2 separate regions of the Anas platyrhynchos genome follow, and region 2 is linked to region 1. Evidence: chromatin contacts called from public Hi-C data. All regions are on one chromosome and are shown on one strand. The core of a region is the stretch at or near the end of the contact, and the rest is flanking DNA. Distances in the headings are between cores, read along the strand shown. Region 1 holds the start of LTBP2 (latent transforming growth factor beta binding protein 2). Region 2 overlaps LTBP2 (latent transforming growth factor beta binding protein 2).

Evidence for each region. Hi-C and Micro-C count contacts between places; a contact is called where the count stands out from the background.
Region 2: a contact with region 1 is called in a Hi-C map of F5 follicle, with 1.8 times the contacts expected there. The contact joins the enhancer-like site here to the promoter of LTBP2 in region 1. A contact is called at or near these places in 4 of 8 Hi-C or Micro-C datasets (F5 follicle, skeletal muscle and subcutaneous adipose tissue).

The regions. Positions count from the first base shown.
Region 1 is chr5:24,342,023-24,344,722 of IASCAAS_PekinDuck_T2T, reverse strand. It overlaps LTBP2 (latent transforming growth factor beta binding protein 2), which reads right to left and starts at 1,406. Exons shown (of 35, transcript XM_072038456.1): 1 at 724-1,406. The coding sequence starts at 1,160. LOC106017682 (a long non-coding RNA gene) reads left to right here and starts at 44. Exons shown (of 5, transcript XR_005266042.2): 1 at 44-547; 2 at 2,446-2,606.
Region 2 is chr5:24,389,107-24,391,806 of IASCAAS_PekinDuck_T2T, reverse strand. LTBP2 (latent transforming growth factor beta binding protein 2) reads right to left here. Exons shown (of 35, transcript XM_072038456.1): 19 at 2,594-2,700; 20 at 2,301-2,423; 21 at 1,968-2,093; 22 at 408-530; 23 at 1-125. Among named protein-coding and RNA genes, the nearest start is that of NPC2, 11 kb to the left of the region's middle. Within about 2 kb of position 1,291, at least 2 of the 8 cell types and tissues checked have an H3K27ac peak or open chromatin away from gene starts, as enhancers often do. A contact at or near this core is called in F5 follicle, where this site is marked.

The sequences.
Region 1 (2,700 bases), core at 157-2,656:
GGGAGACGAGTACGGGAGAGGGAAAGCTCAGGGATGAAGCTGCCTTTTGCATTCTAGTGCAGATCCCTCCCCACGTTACAGAAGACCTTTCTGCCCGTGTTCAAGGGCAGTGAGCCCACAGCCTGCCCTCTGCTTCCCCCCACAAGGGCTCACAGGGGGAGTGGATGCGTGCTGCCACATGTGTCGGTCCCGCTGCCCGTGCCAGGGCTCTGGTGGCCGATCCCTCTAGCAGGGGCACCCATCCCGAGGGGCATCAGCAGCAGGGGAGCACAGAGGGAACCGCAGAGCAGGGAGCCCAGGGGAAAGGGTTTCTCAGCGCCGTGCCAGCCGTCCCGCTGCAGCTCCCCTGGGCCGCTGAGCAGCTGGCCTTGCCATATGATCTCCTCTCCACCTCCACAGGGCTGCAGCCAGAGCCCGGAGCGGGACGCAGCCCTGCCAGGCGGCTCGGAAGAAGCCTCCCCCGGCCGAGCCAGCTGAAGCCATGGGAAGCTGCCGTGCGGAGCGCTTACAAGGGGCCCATTATGGGAGGAAGGAGCCAAGAGGCCAGGTACCTGCAGCTCGAGCCGCAGCGCCCGGCCTCGCTCCATCCCTCGGGGAAAGCCGAGCCCCTGCAGCCCCTCTCGGGGCACCGAGCCCGGGGGGAAAAGCGGAGGGGGCGTCCCGCAGCCCGCAGCACGGCGGGGAGGCAGCCCCCGGGGGTCCCGCGGGGGTCCCGGCACTTACCCCGCGATCCTCCCGGCGCCGCTCGGCTCCTTCGCCCGGGGCACGGCTCGGGGTCGGAGCCCGCTCCGGGGCCGCTGCCGGGTGGCCGCCAGCCCCTGCCCGTGCCCGTGGCCGTGGCCGTGTCCCCGCCGGGCCCCGAGCCCGTCTCCGCCACCGGGGCCGGGGGCTGCGGGCAGGGGCGCTGCCTCCTGGGGGGCTCGGTGCGGCCGGGGCAGCCCCGGCGCCGTGCCCGCAGCCCCCAGGGGCGCCGCTTGGCCCCGCAAGCGCCGGGGCTCGGCTCGCCGGGAGGCGCCGGGCTCCAGCCTGGCCGCCAGGTCCCGCTGGCAGTCGCCGAGCCCCAGCAGGATGGCGAAGGTGAGGGGCAGGACGCTGGCCGCGGCTCCCCGCATGCTGTCAGCCCGCGGGGCGGCCGAGAGCCGGCGGCGAGGGGCGGGCATCGCCCCGCCGGCTGCGCTCCGGTGCGCCCGGCGGAGCCGAGCCTCACTGCCCCATCGCCCCGCCGGGCTCCGCCGGCACCTGCTGCCCACCGGGCGGCCCGGCAGGAGGAGGAGGAGGAGGAGGAAGAGGAGGAGGAGGAGGAGGAAGGCGGCTCGTCGTCGTCGTCGTCGTCCCCCCCCCCCCCGGCGCGCTCCGCGGGCAGCTCCGAGCACCTTCGCGCCCGCCTCTGGCACTGGCAGAGCCTGGAGGGGATGGAGGGTTTTATTTTTGGAAACCTCCCCCTTTTGTGTCTTTTTGATGCTGACATCGCCCCCCCCCTCGCCCCCCCCCCCTCTCCGGAGGACACGGCTCGGCCCCCCTCCTTAGGAGAGGAGACATTCCAGCAACACCCACTTTGGCAAAGGGAAACAAACTACAACGGAGGAGCCTTAACCCCTGCCTGCCCGGGGAGCCCGGCCCGGCAGCGAGCAGCCCCCGCTGCCCCCTCCCTGCCCGCAGCGAGCCTGGGAGCCCCGAGCGGGACCGGGGGCGGGCAGAGGAACGCGCCCCCGACCCCAAATCTGGGGCTCTCCGCAGCCGCAGCAGCACCGGCAGCCGGCCCGCGGCTCCCGGGGGCATCTCCCAGCAGAGAGCCGAGGCACGGCGGTGGAAGCTTTATTTGCCATCCCGTGCTGGCTCCGGGGATCTCCGAGGTCTCACCCCCAAGCCCGGCTCAGGGTTTTCGTGCTTACTTGTGTAGGTCCGGGCTGGGAAAGGACCCACCCAGAAGCTCCAGGTCCTTCAGCTCAGTGGCACCTTCCAGGAGACAGCCCGCCAGCTGGGCAGACCTCCATCCCTCCCATCCGCCTCCCTGCGGGCACCTGGCTCCCAGTGAGCCTTAAATGCTTTGAGAAGGACCGAGGGAAGAGTGGCAGGAGGGAGAAAGTGGCCAAAAGTCTCCTTTCAGCCAGATGTGCCAGCTCAGCCTGATCCTCTGCCACGTCCCTGCTGCTCTCCACTGCCCTTGGCCATTTTGGGCAGGAGCGAGTCCTCCTGGAGCAGCACAGGCTCCATCCCTGCCAGACAGCACGGTGTATTTGGGGTGGGCTCCCTCTGGCCCGCAAGTGGTGGCTGTGAGCTCGGTGGGTGGCTAAAAACTTCTTTCTGTATCTCTGCACATGAGGAGAGCAAAGCAGTGTGCTGCGGGCACTCAAGGCGGGGAGATACCCAGCAGCATGTCCCTGCAGTGTGTCTTGCAAAAAGAGGTGTCCTGCAATGCTCATCAGCTCGGGTTTGTTCTATCAGGGTCGGGCAGATGAAAGGTGCATCTCAGCATCCCTACCTGAGAGCAGCTACTGGATGCCTGCGGGAGAACACGAGAGATGGGGGACGCACAGGGCAATCCTTTCCCTCTACCCTCACGTTTGCCTGCAGGGCAGGGGCTCTTGGAACCAGAGCCCCTGGAGGTGAGCAAGTGCGACAGGAGCAGGGGGGCTGAGTGGGTTTGGGCTTCAGCCTCGGTGACAGCAGCTGGCAACAGCATCAAAGCAAGGAGCAGCA
Region 2 (2,700 bases), core at 42-2,541, 47 kb before region 1:
TTGGCAGCTGACTCCGCCGGCCGTGTTGGAGAAGCCGGGAGCACAAATGCAGAAGTAGGAGCCGTGGCTGTTGAGGCACTCACCGTTGGGGCTGCAGATCTCGCTGTTCAGGCACTCGTTCACATCTGCAGAAGGAGCAGAGTCAGAGCCCCCCACCCAGCCCTGGGGGACGTCCTGTTCCTCTCCACGGTCTCTTACAGGCTGCCCTCGCTGGGCTCCTGGCCCCTGGCTTTCTTGCCACGGAGGGAGAGACCTTCCCTATGCACATTTGGCTACAGCCTTATGGGTGTGCCGTGCGTGGTGGCATCACCTGCCTAGGCACTGGCATCCTCCCTGCCAAGAAAGAAGGGGATCCGTAGGGCAGCTGCGTGCCCCGGAGCCAGGAGGCTGTAGGGATGGGTTCGTACCTTGGCACACGGTGCCGTTGAGGAGCTCGAAGCCAGCTGGGCAGTGACACTCGTAGGAGCCCGGCGTGTTCCTGCACTCTCCCCCCCGGCACTGAACAGCGGGGTCTTCGCACTCATCCACGTCTGCCGAGCAGAAGGACACGGCGCAGAGTGAGGCCCCAGCTCCTGCCTCCCCTGGAAGAATCCCTCCCAGGGCAGCCCTCAGCCCGCTGTCAGCCTGCAAAGAGGGCTCGGGCTGCCCTGCAGTGCAATTCTGTGAGCCCCAGCGCCTGCCTCCAGCAGGGCTTTGTGCCGGGTACCACCACCACTGCCAGCGCAGAGCCATGTGTGCTGCCAAGCCCTCTCTGCAGCCAGCTGCAGCAGAGCAGGCGTTGTGAAAATAACCCAGCACCAGCCACACGTCCTGTGGCCCTGCTTTCCTACTTGCCAGGCTGGCCTAAGATGTCCTTCTCCTGGCAAAGCTGGCCCAGCCTCAGCCAGCCCCATTGCTCAGGACTGCTCGTCACCTGTCCCCGTGCCACAGGCTCTGCGGGTGTCCCCACAGTGAGCCCAGGGCAAAGGAAAGGACCCTCTCTTCCTCTCTGCAGAGCACCAAGCATGCCCCAAGCACAAAGCAGCTCCCTCCCTCCTCAGGGCAGGGTGTCCTGCTTCAGACATCTTCAGCTCCAGAGGGCTGCAAGTAGCGATGCTCTTCAATCCTTTTGGAGACGAACCATGACCTAGTTTATTTATCACAAAACTATCACGAAACCCTTATCGTTTTTCAACTATGAAGCCCAGATCCACAGACAAGGCCACGGGCCACGGCAGGGAAGAACGTGCCATCCTGCCATTGGGTTAGTGTGACCCGAACGGTATCGAACCCTGATAAGGTGCCCTCGTGACCCTGCCAGGGCAAGGTGGCTGAGAAGGGGGTCATGTGCAGTCCTGGGAAAGGGGAGGGCAGATGGAGGGGACCAAACCACTGCTCTTCCATTGCACGCAAAAATCATATGGGAAGTGACCTCATTTTACACCGGGTTTCTCAGGCACTAACACAGAGGAGAATTGGAATGGGGAAGTGGAGACCCCATGCAGGGGAACTTCTGAGAGCCACAGCAAAGTGAGATCTTCCTGGGTGCTTTTCAACAGCTATGTGTAAGCTGCAGAGCTCTGCAGCTCTCTCTAGAGAAATTCCTCTATTGAGGACCTATGGTTGGGGCATGTGCTTCCAGGCACACGATTCTGAACTGAACCACACACAGCCTGTCTCTGCCCACCTTTCCAGGGCTCCTCATATTCCCCTGGCCTTTGTCAGCTCTCCTCAGGTCACAATTAGCCCAGGAGTCCTTCCCCCATCCCTTTCCTGGGTGAAGATCTCCCTCCTGCTGCTCGGGGTGACATCCACTTGCGGCCCCGTGCTACCTGCTGGCTGGGGAGCTGAGCAGCTGCCGAAGGATCTGGAGGCTAAGGGATTCCCCAGGCCCTACAACAACCCAGGCATGGCTATTTCTCTTCCCCTCCTGGGTTTTCCCTCCCTCCAGCACCCGCTCCTCTGTCCCAGGGAAAGGGAATCCTTGCCTTCGCACACACTGCCATCTCTGGACACGGCGTAGCCAGCATCACAGGCCATGCAGGAGTAGGAGCCCTCGGTGTTGAGGCAGAGTGCGGAGGGACAGGCAGCCCGGGCTGTGCACTCGTCGATGTCTGCGTAAGCACACAAGGGAGAGTGAGGGGAGCAGGAAGAATGAGGAGAAACCACAACCAGCAGCTAAGCTGAGGGAAACAGCCAACATGGGGTCCAAAGAGTCAGGACCTGGCCAGAGCCAAGAATTCAAGAGCCCAGGGAAACCTCTGGGTGGATGTGTGACGTGTCAGGGGGCTCTGGGTCTGGACCAAGAGCTCCTCAGGTACCTTGGCAACTCTTCCCATCAGGTGCCACCTCGTAGCCCCGGTAGCAAGAGCAGCGGAAGGAGCCATCCAGGTTGATGCACTGTCCGTGGGCACAGGTCCCCTCCACAAGGCACTCATCCACATCTGTGTGACAGGGAGAAGGGCAATATGGCACGGGAGGGTGCTCAGCTGCGTCTCCACCACCCAAGGAGCAAGGGCACTGTGCTAGGCAAGCGTGCTGCACGTGCCCCTGGCTCTTTTTGAGGTTTGCATGGGGGTGAGGGTGCCTCCCAGGGCCAGCCCCAGGTCCTCACCGATGCATCTCCCGTTCCTGGGCCGGTAGCCATCCGCACAGCTGACACACCTGTAGGAGCCTGGGGTATTGACACACTTCCCATGGGGGCAAGGGCTGGGATCCACG